3 separate regions of the Sus scrofa genome follow, and regions 1 and 2 are each linked to region 3. A link is a contact called in public HiChIP or PLAC-seq and promoter capture Hi-C data. All regions are on one chromosome and are shown on one strand. Each heading gives the region's core, a stretch centred on a gene start, on an enhancer-like site or on the middle of the called end of the contact. The rest is flanking DNA. Distances are from core to core; before and after follow the strand shown.

What was found. Promoter capture Hi-C pulls out the DNA fragments that hold promoters and counts their contacts. HiChIP or PLAC-seq counts read pairs in DNA pulled down with a chosen protein or histone mark.
Region 1: a contact with region 3 is called in an H3K27ac HiChIP or PLAC-seq map of alveolar macrophages. The contact joins the promoter of SNU13 here to the promoter of SMDT1 in region 3. A contact is called at or near these places in 2 of 5 promoter capture datasets (fetal liver and liver), 1 of 47 Hi-C or Micro-C datasets (heart right ventricle) and 1 of 2 datasets of contacts at active chromatin or transcription factors (alveolar macrophages).
Region 2: a contact with region 3 is called in a promoter capture Hi-C map of liver, with 2.6 times the contacts expected there. The contact joins the promoter of POLDIP3 here to the promoter of SMDT1 in region 3. A contact is called at or near these places in 2 of 5 promoter capture datasets (fetal skeletal muscle and liver) and 1 of 2 datasets of contacts at active chromatin or transcription factors (alveolar macrophages).

Annotation. Positions count from the first base shown.
Region 1 is chr5:6,887,492-6,892,637 of Sscrofa11.1, reverse strand. It overlaps SNU13 (small nuclear ribonucleoprotein 13), which reads right to left and starts at 1,624. Exons shown (of 3, transcript NM_001190226.1): 1 at 1,503-1,624. The coding sequence starts at 1,505.
Region 2 is chr5:6,171,532-6,176,165 of Sscrofa11.1, reverse strand. POLDIP3 (polymerase delta-interacting protein 3) reads right to left here and starts at 1,723. Exons shown (of 9, transcript XM_021091426.1): 1 at 1,549-1,723. The coding sequence starts at 1,607.
Region 3 is chr5:6,569,281-6,573,824 of Sscrofa11.1, reverse strand. It overlaps SMDT1 (essential MCU regulator, mitochondrial), which reads left to right and starts at 2,455. Exons shown (of 3, transcript XM_003481528.3): 1 at 2,455-2,817; 2 at 4,066-4,206. The coding sequence starts at 2,632. The coding sequence ends at 4,203. It overlaps FAM109B (sesquipedalian-2), which reads left to right. Exons shown (of 3, transcript XM_005663774.3): 3 at 1-2,197. The coding sequence ends at 513.

The DNA.
Region 1 (5,146 bases), core at 375-2,874, 320 kb before region 3:
GCTGCTGGCATACACCATAGCCACAGCAACGCCAGCTCTGAGCCAGGTCTGCAACCTACACCACAATTCATGGCAACACCAGATCCTTAACCCACTGAGCAAGGCCAGGGATGAAACCGCATCCTCATGGATACTAGTCAGATTCGCTTCTGCTGTGCCACAATGGGAACTCCCTCACCTTTTAACTTTCTCAAATTTTAATTAAATGAGTGAATGAATAAAATCCTACTGCAGCTTTAATCCCTAACTTGATAGCTTTTATCTTCCTGTACACCAGACAGCCAAAATTTGCAAGGTTTTGGAGTCTGCTTGGGGCACAGTGGGTTAAGGATCTGGCTTGGGCTGTAGTGCAGGTTCAATTCCTAGCCCAGGAACTTCTGCATGCCAAAAAATAGTGCAGCCAAAAAATAAAAAAATATGAAATCTGAAAGGTTTTGATTTAGCAACAAATAGCAAGTGCTCATTCTCTCCATACCAAGCATTAGGACTAGGTGTGTAACATGCATTACATCACATAATTTAATCCCCTTACATTGTTATCCCATTTTACAGTTGAAGTAAATTATTCTTAACTTCGACCCGAGGTCACTCAATTCCAAAACTTTACAAAACTGTCCACGGAACGGCGGAAGATGAGTAGTGGTTCAGAAGCTTCAAGTTCTAGGCTCAGACACTTAGCTTCAAAATGGGGATGAGGTGGGTGGGGGGAAGCCTTTTGGGAAGATACCTGCTGGGATCCAAGATCCGTTGAAAGGATTAAACCTCATTATAGAAGTGAAAGTGCTTTACCAACTCTTCTCTCCTTACTAAGTGCCAACCCAAACTAGCTACCAGGCCACACAATCCGATTAAAAAGTTGAACAACGAGAGTTCTGGGGAAACCGCACGTGGTGCTACTAGGACTTCTGATTCTGAGGCTAGCGCCTCGCAGGAGTCTTTCCTGCATTCCAGTCTGGGTTCAGGGTCATTCCGCATTTCCCACAGCCTCCAAACACCAAAAGGTCCTTTAATCTGTGGCACATGTAACTCGCGGCGGGTACCAGGCATGGACGCCTGGAGACCTCCTTCTCCTGAACATCATCAGTAGGGAAGTGGGGTAGGGGAGGATGATCCAAATCCAGCGTTCCACTAGCGACCCCCACAAAAGGAAAATAAAGCACATGGAGCCAAGTTTTCTCACCTAACTTTCTACTCTTTCCCACGTGGGTTGCTCTTGGTCTTTCTCCCAGGTCGGGTTCTGCCCCTGAGCTCACCGCACGCCTCTGGCCGGGAGCACAGACTGCTACAAAGCACCCCTTTCACAGCAGTTGGGAACCTGAGGCTTCCAGAGTTCTAACCTCGGACCAGAAGAAAAGGCAGAGCTTGGGACTGCGCGGCCGCCGGAGCTCTAAGCCGGGGCGGGTTGGGCGAGACCGCGCACGTTCTCAGCCCCGGACAACTAGTGAAAGAACCGAACCCGAGTCTCCCACTTCCCGGCCCTTAGGCCAAGCGCACGCTCTTACCATGGCTGCGGTGCCGATGTGTCCGTCACTCCTCTAGGAGCACAGGAGACGTCAGAGCGCGAACGTTCACCACCGCGGAAAATTGTAGAGGAGTGGAAATGGCCTCGCGCGCGGCAGGAAGCGGAAGTGACGTCACCAAGAGGCGGGGTCACGCTCCTTAAGGGGCCCCGGCGGGGAAAGAGTTGAGTTCTGGCCGAGGGATCACATTTTGCTTTTAAAAAATCATGTTCTAAAAAAGAAAAAGTTGTCATTCTACTATACATACTTGGCAGAAACAGTGAATTGAACATTTCTAAAAAAAATCAAAGAGTTTCAATGGAGTCGTCGTTCCATTGCTAGTTTATTTTTGAGCACATTCTTTTGTTTTTTGTTTTTTGTTTTTTTTTGCTTTTTAGGGCCGCACCCGCGGCATATGGAGGTTCCGGGGCTAGGGGTCCAATGGGAGCTATAGCTGCTGGACTACGCCACAGTCATAGCCACATCAGACCCGAGCCGCGTCTGTGACCTACACCACAGCTCAAGGCAACGTGGGGATCCTTAACCAACTGAGCGAGGCCAGGGACTGAACTGGCAACCTCGGATTCCTTTCCACTGTGCCACTACGGGAATTCCTCTTGTGCTTTTAAAATCATATTTTTGACCCTATACCGGTAAAGGAAATTTATGGAGATAATGATGGATAATCCTAAATGTTTTTCTTTTTATCTTTCTTTCTTTTTGGCCGCACTGCAGCACGTACAAGTTCCTGGGCCGGGGATGGAACATGTACCACAGCAGTGGCCTGAGCCTTTGCAGTGTTAATGCTGCCTCTTAGCCTGCTGAGCCACAAGGGAACTCCCCTAAATGTTTTTCTTCATATTCAGATGTCCTTGTTGAAATTTCTGGTTGGGGACTTCCTTGATGGCTCAGCGAGTTAATTAGGATCTGGCATTGTCCCTGCTGCGGCTTGGTTCAATGCTGTGGCACAGGTTCCATCTCTGGCCCAGGAATTCCCACATGCCCTGGGTGCAGCCAAAAAAAAAAAAAGAGTTCCCCTTGTGGGTCAGTGGTAATGAACCCGAATAATATCCATGAGGACTCGGGTTTGATCCCTGGCCTTGCTCAGTGGATTAAGGATCTGGCAGTGTGGTGAGCTGTGGTGCAGGTCGCATAAGCATCTTGGATCTGGCATGGCTGTGGCCAAGGCCCACAGCTCCAACTCTGATTCAACCCCTAGCCTGGAAACTTCCACATGCCGCAGATGAAGAGTGGAGTCCATCAGAAATGGAGTCTATTGAGTAGGGAATTCAGGAAGAAAAGCAGATTTGAGGATGGGCTTGCATTTCTGTCGGGTTGAATTTGATAATGTCTCGGACGCCCATTTTCTTCTGGCCTAGCACGCTGCTCTTTTCGTTATGCTGCTCCAGATCTCCATGTTTTAAAGGCTAGGCTCATGCCTCACCACCTCCAAGAGGTCCTTCCCCATACTTATGGCCCTTACTCCTCTCTCTTCACCTGATGCCAGGCATATCTTGGGACCATTTGGATCCAGCCAAAACTAGAGCATTATAATGGACCAGTTCCAGCTTATTCCTTTGGAAACCTAGAGGTAGGGACCTGTCAGGACCCTTAGGAATCTTGCAGATCAACCCCTTCATTTTACAGATACTAAGGCTCAGAGAGGGGAAACTGCTTGTCCACAGTCACAGGATGAAGAAGGGGCAGAGCCAGAACTGAACCCTGGAATTGTTGGCTATTGGGTTGGGTTACTTCCACCACATCTGGTTGCTCTGCTTGAAAACCCACCAGGATAGGTTTAAATCAGCTCCAGGGAGTTCCCATAGTGGCGCAGCGGAAACGAATCTAATTAGGAACCATGAGGTTGCAGGTTCGATCCCTGGCCTCGCTCAGAGGATTAAGGATCTGGCATTGCCGTGAGCTGTGGTATAGGTTGCAGATGCGGCTAGGAGCTGACATTACTGTGGCTGTGGTGTAGGCCAGCAGCTGTAGCTCCGATTTGACCCCTAGCCTGGGGACCTTCATGTGCCATGGGTGTGGCCCTAAAAAGACAAAAGACACACAAAAAATAAAAAATAAAAAAATCAGCTCCAGGACTGAACATTTATTACACAAAAAAATCTCCCCTGCACACTTTATCCATGCAAATCTATGACTTGTCAAAGAATTAAATTTGTCTTCAATTAAGAGATTCTCACTGACAGCTCCTGTTTAAGAGCAGAACCTGGGATTCAGACCCTGTCCCTGTTCCTCAGCTTGCTTGGATCCATTTACGTGTTAATTGGACCTATCGCTGTTGGAGAATGAACCTTATTCCAATTTACAGTCATAGATGTGTTGTCATCATATGATTTTTTGATTTTTTTTTTTTTTGGCTTTTTAGGGCTACACCTATGGCATATGGAAGTTTCCAGGCTAGGGGTCCAATCAGTGCTACAGCTGCCGGCCTACACCACAGCCACAGCCACATGGGATCTGAGGCTCGTCTGCAACCTACACCACAGCTCACAGCAAGGCCGGATCCTTAACCCACTGTTTGAGGCCAGGGATCAAATCCATGTCCTCATAGATATTAGTCGGGTTCATTACTGCTGAACCACCATGGGAACTCCATAATTCTTTTCCCCAACTATATAATAACTCAGTTTCCATGTTCTCACAGAACCAGCCACCCTTTTGTATCTTGCTCTGTCCCTTGCTAGTAAATTAATCAATGTCAACATATGCTCAGAATCAATTTGTCTTAGAAATGTGTTTTACCACAGTTCTGTGTTTAAAATCCTAAATCCTTGCCATGGCTTACTAGGCCCCTCTCCACCAGTATTCCCCTCCTCATCCCCATGTTACAGCCCCGCTCACCTCCTTTTTCTACCCCAAACACACCCCAATCTCCCCAACCCCATCCATCACCCTCTGTCGGGAGTGATGTGCTCCATTCTTACGCTTAGCTGACTCCTGTTCATCACCTCTTCAGCGAAGCCTCCCTGGTCACCAGACCAGGTAATTGCCCCTGCTGGATGGACCCACAAGCCCTCTGTACTTGCCCTTTGCAGCACTTGTCAGCCTTGACTTTATTCAATGGTTGCCTTTCTAAACACACCGAGAGCTTTATGAGTTCGGGGCTTGTAGCTGCCTTGGACACTTTGGATACCTCTCTTTTGGCACTGTGCCTGATCCAAAGGAAGTTCTTCTTTCACTTAAAGGTCTTTGATAGAAAGCAAGCAAAAAGGAATTTGGGAAAAGAGTAGTGGAGCCCAGTGGGTTAAGGGGAGCTGGTTGTGAGAGCAGGGCCAGCCATGAACTCTTACTTCACTGTCCTTTAGCCAAAGACCACAAGGAACACACATCTAGTGTTATTATTACTCATTGCAACAAGGGATAACACACACCACGGGGAACTTCGGGGCTTTCAAATAAGAGGATGTTTGGATTTACTATAGGATTTGGGCTTTGTAAGTGATTTGGTGAGGGTTCAAGGAAATGGATTAGACAGCTCTTGGAAAGTCTAAGTAATTCTATGATTGGACTTCTGAATAAATTTCATCTAAAGGTGGAAGGAATGAAGTGAGGCGAAAGCTTTAAATAGTAAGTAACAAAATAGCAGTCACTCATATTAGCCAAGATAAGGACATAATTGGACTTTTTTG
Region 2 (4,634 bases), core at 474-2,973, 400 kb after region 3:
CTGACCGGGGAAGCATGGAACCCAACAGCAGGGCCTACCATGAGACCAGGTCTGTCTGGCTGCACACTCCCCGCTCTTCGCTCTTCCCATGCATCCATTTGTCTTCCCTTTCCTGCATTCCTACCCTACGGCCAACACAGACTCTGCACGCATCGACACCAAAGTACAGACCGCCTGCAGTGACTGCAGGAAGCACCTGTCCTGAAGCTGGCTCCTTCAGCATCTGTCCAGCAAACCTGTGAAACCTGGATGGGTCTGGAAATGGCCAGAGGACCAGCCCCAAGTCCACACCAGTTCTTGGCAGACCTAGGGAAGAACTACTCACCGATAATGGGAGAGGAAATTAATGCTGTGTGCCTATTATGAACCAGAAGCCAGATGAAATGCTGGCTGGTGAACTGTGTGGGGCTGGGGGGCAAACGTAGTGGATGGATGTATGTGTTGAGGGTCGGGGGATAGTAAGGCAGAGACTCTATTTTCTGGTCACAGGCACTTTTCATAAACATCTACTGAGTGAATGACTGTCTGAGAAAACAGTATGGAACAGCCTGGCCGTTTACAAGGACATCCGAGCTAATTTTCCGTGTGCTGGAAAACTCTGGGCCAAAGCTCCCACTTTTCCATACGGGTGAACTGGAGTTCTTACAGGCTGGAAACGACGAACCGTACTCGAGGGTCTAGAGGAGGGCGGTCTCAGAGCTGCACGTCGTCTCCGGGGCTCGCCACCCAGATACAGAACCGCCTTTTCTGAGCACCATCAGCAAACAGCTACCCTCCAGCCCCATCTCCCTTGATTTTCTGCCCAAGCCTGAGGCCACCTCGGCCAGCTCAGAACGCGCCTTCAGTCCCGGTCTCAGCCCTCCGGGACTTCGGGGCAGTCACTCCACCTCTCCCAGCCTCCAGCGCCCTGTCTGCAGAACGGGGAAAGCACGAAAGGCTGGCCGACAGGACGGCCAGAGGAGCTAATGAGACCGTGTGGGCCCGAGAGCGCTCAGACTCGGAAATACCGCTCCCGGGAGGGGGGGGGCGGTGTAAACAGACGCGAAGCCGGCGCAGGACTTGGAAACCTGGACCAGCTCTGGGGCTGGGGCTCGGCTTCGGCAGTAGAGACCGGCAGAGCCCGAGCAAGCCACTGCCCCGCCAAACTTCGGTCGTCCTAACTTCAAGGCCGCGCTGGGATCGCGGAGCAGCGCCGGTCTCCTCAGAGGAGGGGCTGCGCCGGGGCGACCCCGGGAATCCCGGGCCGCGGGGGACGGCCCGTCCCTCCGCCCCCCGCGCCGCTCCCACCAGCCCCGCAGCGCGGCCCCTCGGCGGCTGCGGCCCCTCCGGCCTCCCTTGGCCCGCGGGAGCGACGGCACCTCCAGCCAGTGGGCGGCCTGGCGGCCGGGCCCGCGGCGGCGGCGGCGGCGGCGCGGCCAATGAGGAGCGGGGCTGCGGCAGGGGGCGGGCGCAGACGGCCCTCCGCGTCGCGCCCGGGCCGCTCCCTCTTCAGCGCGAACCCCGCGAGGACTCAGGCCCTGAAACCCGAAAGGAGAAAAGGCTACTCACCGCCCCTTCGCAGCAGCCCCGCGCTTCCGGATGAGCTCGTCCAGGGAGATGTCCGCCATCTTGCACCGCCGAGCAGGCCGCGAGCACCTCAGGGTCCCTCGGCCCCCGAGCCCGCCCCTTCGGCCGCTGTGGAGCAACTAGCGGCTTCCGGCGTTCGGCTGACGAACTCTCGCGACAGATTAGGCCGAGCAGGGGCCGGAAGAGGCGGGCCTCTCCCCGTGAGCCTTTGCGAGGCCAGCTTCTGATTTGCATACGGGGGGTCGTATCCCTGTCGTTTCCTACCCTCTCCGAGGACCAAATAAAATACAAGGAGATATGAAAAACTAAATGAGTAAGACAAACGTCAGCGGGATGAAGTTCTCGGTTTAACGGTCAACTTTTATATTCACCGTATGGCTAATGAGAATGGGATTCCTTACCTAGGAAGTATGGACGTTTACATTTTTATGCCTTAAACTTATGAGTAAGGAAAATAACGATTCGGGGTGACGCCCGAGTCCTCACTGCTAATGTGAGACGAATTTTTGAGCGGGTAAAGGTCGCCCCTAAGGTGACCCGCCTACTTTGCGGGATGCCTGGGAGTTGCGATCTGCCCGTCCCCCTTTACACTTGAAAAGCAGACCAACTTTGACGAACATGGAGGATTAAGTAGTTGTGTGTTATTAGATTTCCTGAACTCGGAACTGATTCGTTTTTTGCTTTGTTGGGGTTGAAAAAAAAAAATGGCAAGTAGGGCGGAAACTGTAGACACTTTTAGGCTCTGCGGTCTTCAGAAGCAAATCGCGTCACCTTTCTGTGCCTCGTTTTTCCTGATCTGGAAAGTCGGGCAAGTAACAGGCGGTTGCGAGGATTAAATGAGGTGCTCGCCACGTGGAATTGCCTTTTCCTTGATGCAATCGCAGCCTCCACTTCTGACCCCGGCATGAGGTAGGTGTTCAGTATGTCTTTGTGGAGTCAATAAAAAAATACGTGCAACCCCTTTAGAACGGTGCCAAGCATGGACTTCGTGCCCAGTGAGTTACTACTGCTGTTATTTACTAAGTCCAACGTGCTCTTGACAGACTATCCCACCATGATGAAAAATCTGGCATCAGAAAGGCCGTGGAGAAATGAGCTGGTAAGGGCGGAGGGTCTGGGATTGGGCCCCCGCCTGAGGAGGGGAATCCAGGTCCCCCTGCGCAGCCGTGACCGGGCGCGGGCTGGTCCTCCTTGTCTCAGCAGTAAAGTAGGACCCTTGAGTGCTCCCTCCTAGAGGTGCAGAGGCCAAGACCCAGTGCCTGGCGGGAGGAACCAGGAGGGACCAGGGCGCTGCAGAAGTTAAGGCCTATCACGCCTTCACACGAAATAAATGAAGTATAGAGAAGTCAGTTAAAATTTTTTCTTAAACTACTGCAATCGTAGGGTGGTTAGCTGCTATCATTTAATTCTCTGATTGTCAGTGGGGCGGCCCTTTGCCAGGGGCATTTCGGAGCTTTGTGGGGTGTGTTTGGTTGTCTGGACAACATATCCAGCCACGTGAAGGCGGGGACTGGGGCGGGACAGCCCTCTGGTCCTCCCAACGCTGCCAATACGCCAGGAAGGCAGGGCCCCTCACAGTCCTCTGAGCCAGGGCTTCACTCCATTTCTTTCTTTCTCCCTTCCTTCCTCCCTCTTTCTTTCTTGTTTTTTGGCGTCTAAGTTCCCAGGCCAAGGATCGAACACACGCCACAACAATGATCCAAGCCGAGGAATCCTTAACCTGCTGCGCCACAAGGGAATTCCCTGTTCCATTTCTTGTGTGAACGTGCAGGACTTCCTGCCCGATGTGAGCAAACATGGAATTGCCAGCGATGCAGCTGCGCTGTAGCTGAAGGAATTTTGGGTCCTGCCTTGTTTGGAAACTAACCAAGAATTGTGCCCCGCCAGGGAGAACCGCACCCCTGTGGCTGGAGCTGGGAGGCGCCGCTGCTTTGGGAGCCGCAAGCCCAGGGACCCATGTCCACTCCCCATCCGGCTTCCGGGGGCCTTTACATGCTGAAATGTGCAGCATTTTAGAAATTCCTTTCCTTTCCTTTTTTTTTTCCCCCTTTTATAATGTAGAAGCTTTGTGTTGATTTTTTTTAAAATTCTGTGTGGATAGGTGATAGCGCCGAATTCACTTCAGAAGAGTAAAGCGCTCTTATAAATGTTATTTTAAAATGGCCTTGGGACCGAGAGGGTGGAGAATCACTGTAGCTTACCCATTTTACAGATGAGGAGGCAGACCACGGACCAGGTCCTATCAGGCCTTTCTTCCCAGCTCCAGAACACAGCCTCTTGTGGGCTCAGGCAGGTGTACAGCAATCTTATCCTCCCGACGAGGACAGGAAGGAGGAGACCTAATGTGTGCCAAGTGCTCGGCAGAGTCCCTGGTGTGGAGAAGGGCCATCAGGGCCTAGTTGTCCCAGGTTGAGTCCTTTCCCTGCCCACCAGAACTCAAGCCTGTCCCAGGATGTGTGAGGCCCAGGGACAGAATGGAAGATGAGAGATGAAAGGAGAAAGTGGCCCCCAGGCTTCCTCTGTGAACCGTCCCCTCCCCCTCACTCCACTCCAGCCACACTGGCCTTCGGTGTTCCAGCCAGCAGGCCCCTGCCCCAGGGCCCTTGCACTTGCTGCTGGTCATTCCCTCTGGAACACCCCTCTCATCCTGCCTCCCTCCCCAGCCTCATCCCCTCTGTCCTGTCAGCCACCTGCCTTCTTTGATCTGTTTCTGGAAGTTTCTTCCACGAGCCTGTTCTAACCACAAGGTCTTTGCCCTTGCTGTTCCCCCTTGAACACCTACCCCAGCAGGGCCAGCTCCTTCTCTTCACACCCCAGCACAGATGTCGTCTCCTCCGAGAAGGCGTTCCTGCTGCCCAACTTTAAAAACAACCCTCACTTCGGCAGCACATATATTAAAATTGGAACCATATGGAGAAGCTTAGCATGGCCCCTGTGCAAGGATGACATGCAAATTCGTGGAGCGTTCCATATTTTTGGATAAGCAATGAGATCCTGTTGTACCACACAGAGAACTGTATTTTTTTTTTTTTTTTTTTTTTTGTCTTTTCTAGGGCCGCACCTGCGGC
Region 3 (4,544 bases), core at 1,206-3,705:
CGCTTCAACGCCCCTGGCGTGCGCCCACACTTGCTCGCAGCGGATGGGCCCGCGGCCCAAGAGGCCTGGGTAAAGGCCTTGTCCAGGGCAAGTTTTGGCTACATGCGTCTGGTGGTGCGCGAGCTGGAGAGCCAACTGCGTGATGCCCGCCACAGACTGGACCTGCATCGCCGCTCATCCTGGAAGGCTGTTCCCAGGCGCTTCGAGCCTCAGGCTCCTGCCCACTGGTCTCCCGGCCTAGAGAATGGCCACTCCCTCTCCAGAGACTGCAGCCCTTTGGGCTTGGTGGAAGAAGGGGGCAGCAGGCCCACAGGGCGGGGCATGGCGGAGTGGGAGTTGCAGGGCCCTGCCAACTTCCTCCTAGGCAGGGGGCAGAGCCCTGTGTCCCCTGAGACCTCCTGCTTCTCCACCCTGCATGATTGGTATGGCCAGGAGATTATGGAGCTGAGGCGGGTGTGGCTGCAGAGAGCCCAGGGGAGCCAGCCAGAACATGAGCAACAGGACAGGCCCTGAGCCTTGGCCCTTCAGGTTCAGCCCTTGTCTTGCTGGTCAGGACACCAAGGCCAGTCCTTGTTCAAGAGTTTAATGTTTACTGGTTTCTGAAGGTTTTTTTTGGGGGGGGGGCCTCGCCTGTGGCATGTGTAAATTCCGGGGCCAGGGATCCAACTTACACAGCAGTGACAATGCTGGATCCTTAACCCGCTGAGCCATCAGGGAACTCCTAAAGTTCCTTTTTGAGGAGAGCTCGCTCCTTCCTGCTCTGTAGGTTTTCTCCAGGTTCCCAATCCACCCCTATGCCTGCAGGGGACTAAGGAATCATTATTTTCAATCCGTTTTATTCTTGAGGCCCAGCGAGGGGAGGTGGCTTGCTCAGCAGCCAGAGCGAGATCCAGGTCTCCTGACTCCGCTGGACTGCCCCTGGCTCAGGGGATACTAATAGAATGGAGGAAGTGGGGAATATTACATGGCCCCAGGCTGCTCTGCCTCTCACCTACACATGATACTACAGACAGTTTCCAATATGAGGAGACTCCTGTACATTTAAACACCAGAAATTGGCTGCAGTGTTGGCTTGAGGGACTGACACTGTTGAGAAAGTGGACTGACCGTGTCACAACGGCCTCTGGGGCCTGGCTCATCCTGAGTGGTGGGAGACTGTGCAGGGGACTCCCCCTCTGCAACTGGGACAGGGCTCTTTGGAGGGAGAGGGCCTTTAGCCAGTAAAGAGGGATTTATTCTACTCGGAAAGTACTAGGACTCCCATCTTTCCCTGGCTGCCTTGTGTACAGATGGTGCTTTGTCATTGTCTCAGGAGGGGCCAGTACCTTTTACATGTCAGCAGAAATCCTGCTTGTACTCTTTCCTCGGCTGCCAAGTTGGAAGCTAAAGAAGTGGAGAGGCAGTGAGGCTCCCTGGGGAAGCCAGTTTGTTACTTTGGTTTTCTGTTCTGGGCATACTAGGCACTCAGGCATGGGATTCCTGGCACCCTGTGGTAAACTCTTCTCTCCTGGCTGGGCTCCCAAAGAGGTGTTCCTGTTCCTGAAACCCCCTAGGAACTCATTCACCACCTTGCTTGTCACCCAGTGTGTATCTGCCAAGACCACCTACTCTCACCAGCATGGAGCCAAGCGTTTCCTTTATCATCCATTGTTCTGAGATGCCCGGTGGCTGGGCAGACAGAGCCAGAGGCTAGACCAGCCTGACACCCTGAGGGTACAGTGGCAATGGCTGGATGGAAGATGCAGAACCTGGTCTCGTCATCCCCTCCCCCAGTATACACAATCTCCACCTTCTTAGCCTCTCTCCCTTTGGGGTCCCCCTAGGTGGGGGCCTAACTAGGCCTAGAGGCTTTGGCTCAGAGCCTTTTAGGTCCAGGAGGATCAGATGCTGCCCAGGGTCCAGGGCTGGTTCCCAGGAAGCTGTCTTCCCAGTCCTGTATGGGAGCACCACAGCCCACTGCACCTTGTTTATACACAGAATCTACAAGCTTTTGTTATCTTTCTTACTGTTACAGTGCTTTTTATATAATTAAAACACCATGTTTTTTTATTACCCATTTTGGCTCAAGTTGATTTTAGCAGTCGCCTGCACAGCCAGTTTGCCTGAAAGCTCCCATTTCCCCCTTTTTTCAGATATATTTTTCTACTTGGCTATATATTACTTAAACCTATAACATGCAATAAAATTCCAAAACCATTCATGTAGCACGAGTAATACATTTGAATTGTATTTTTAAAGTGTTCAAAAATACAATAGTTTGAAGTTCAAATAAGTGATTTCTCATTTCAACAATCACCTGCCCTGCCAAGCCCTGGCTGTCCTGGGTGCAAGAACAACGACGGAACTCTTAAGGCCTCCCACCGACGAATCCCGTGCGGCGGCCCTGCCCACCAGGCCCGCAACGAGGGCTTACCGGGTCTTCCGCGTCATCCTCGTGACGTCACCGTGTCGGGCCGGGGACGAACGCCTCTTTCGGCAGCGCCACAGGAACTGGGCGCACTGCGCAAGTCTGAGAGCGGGACCTCGCGTCTGATACCTAAGGCCTCGCGAGGCTCGCGGCGGCGTCTTCCCCGAGGGTGTCACGGGGGCGGGGCGGTGGGTCCGGGCCCAGGCTAGGGGCGGAGCTGGGCGATGGCGTCCCGAGCGGCTCGCTGGCTGGCGTTGGCACCTGTCCGGTTTGGGGCTTTCCGGAGCGGGCTGAGCCTGAGGAAAGGGGGTGATGTCGCTGCCGGACAGGGCCACCCAGGTCGGAATCTGGTACCGTCGAGGTCAGTCATCGTTACTCGCAGCGGCGCCATTTTGCCTAAACCGGTGAAAGTGAGTGTCGGGCTGGAGGCGGGGCGAAGGGGCCGAGGCCAATCATGTGGGAGTGTGCGCGGGTCGACGCTGATTGATAGGCGCAAAGGCCAGTCGCACGACCGCCTTAGATCCGAAGGAGGATCAAGGACAAAGTTTTGCGCTAATGCGCTGCTAATTTCTTTGACAAATAGGAGATGGGTCGGGTTAGATCCTGGCGTTGAGCTGGGTGCGGGGGGACCGAAGATAGGGGGTAAGAGCTGCGAAGGACGGCACTTTGCGTCGTGAGGAGCGCGGTGCCCAGGCTCTCGGGAGCCACAAGACTCGGCTTTGTGTATCCAATAGACACAGGTCGTGTAACCTCTATTTCAGAGAATGGATGGCATGAAATAACGAATTGTGGAAGGACTTTGTAAATAAAGGGTACGTGGGAGAGACTCTATCTTTTTGTGACCTAGTAATTTAATTCATGTGATTAGGTGTGCAGGGAATCGTTACAATTAGTGTTTTTACAAAGGAGGGATCAGGGATCCAAGTAGTGAAGCCAGTGCCCGAGGCTAGCAGCTGAGTTCAGATTCAGGCTGCTACAATCCACAACCGTGTCCCATCTTTTCCCCACCGCGAGTGTCATCACACGCCCTCGGCACCCTTGGAAGTTTTCCTAGTAAAAGAGGAACAGTCCCTTATACCAGACAAGTTTGCTTTTTGACTTCGGGGCTGTGTGGGAGTTACAAAACTCATTCTTTTGAAGCTAGTTTGGCTGACACAAGCTCAGGTAGACAAGTGAGTTCGAGGTTGTTTCACCGAAGCACAACCTGGGGTGGGGGTGGGGAGCAAAAAAACCCTTGCACCAGAGAACTGGTTTCGTACAGAACTGTAGAGAATACCCCTTCACTGTACGTGTTCTCTCTTTTGCCATCTGTTTTCATGTATTTGTCTTCAGGTAGAGCTGAACTGTTTCCCTCCTCCAGTGCTTATTACCTTCTCGTCGGTTTATAGGTATCTGCAGGCAATTAATAGGTTGTGCCCTGATTTTTAGTTGTCTGTAGAGCACCTTGCACTTTTCTTTCCAGTGTTAGTTTGATGGCCATAAAGTCACTTTATCGCTCCTAATTATTTTCCTTTCAATTTTTCCAAGGACTTTAAAATCAAGTTGCTTACAGTGGGTCTGAGGTCCCCGGGAGGGAATGCCCCCGAGAGGGCCAGGCCTTCTGTGGCCCTCCCAGAGTGGGCTCTGCCGCTCACAGCCACCCCTCTGACCCTCTGCAGATGTCCTTCGGCCTCCTCCGCGTGTTCTCCATCGTGATCCCCTTTCTCTACGTCGGGACGCTCATCAGCAAGAACTTTGCTGCTCTCCTTGAAGAACATGACATCTTCGTTCCAGAGGATGACGATGACGACGACTAACAGGTGAGACTTGCTTCTTCCCTCCGTGGACCATCTGGACACTTGAAGCACAAGTACATGCCACAGGTGCAGCCGAAAAAAGAGGAGAAAAAGAAAAGTGCGGCGAGCTCTGGTTACCAAGCTCTGCACCAGTACAGCCTCTACAGGCGCTGGAGCCCGGTTCACACACTGCTCCCAAACCCTTCCCCTGCGCCAGTTCCAGCTTTTTTTTGTCTTCTTAGGGCCACACCTGCAGCACATGGAGGTTCCCAGGCTAGGGGTCCAGTTGGAGCTATAGCTGCCGGACTACCCCACAGCCACAGCCACACAGGATCTGAGCCGTGTCTGCGACCTACACCACA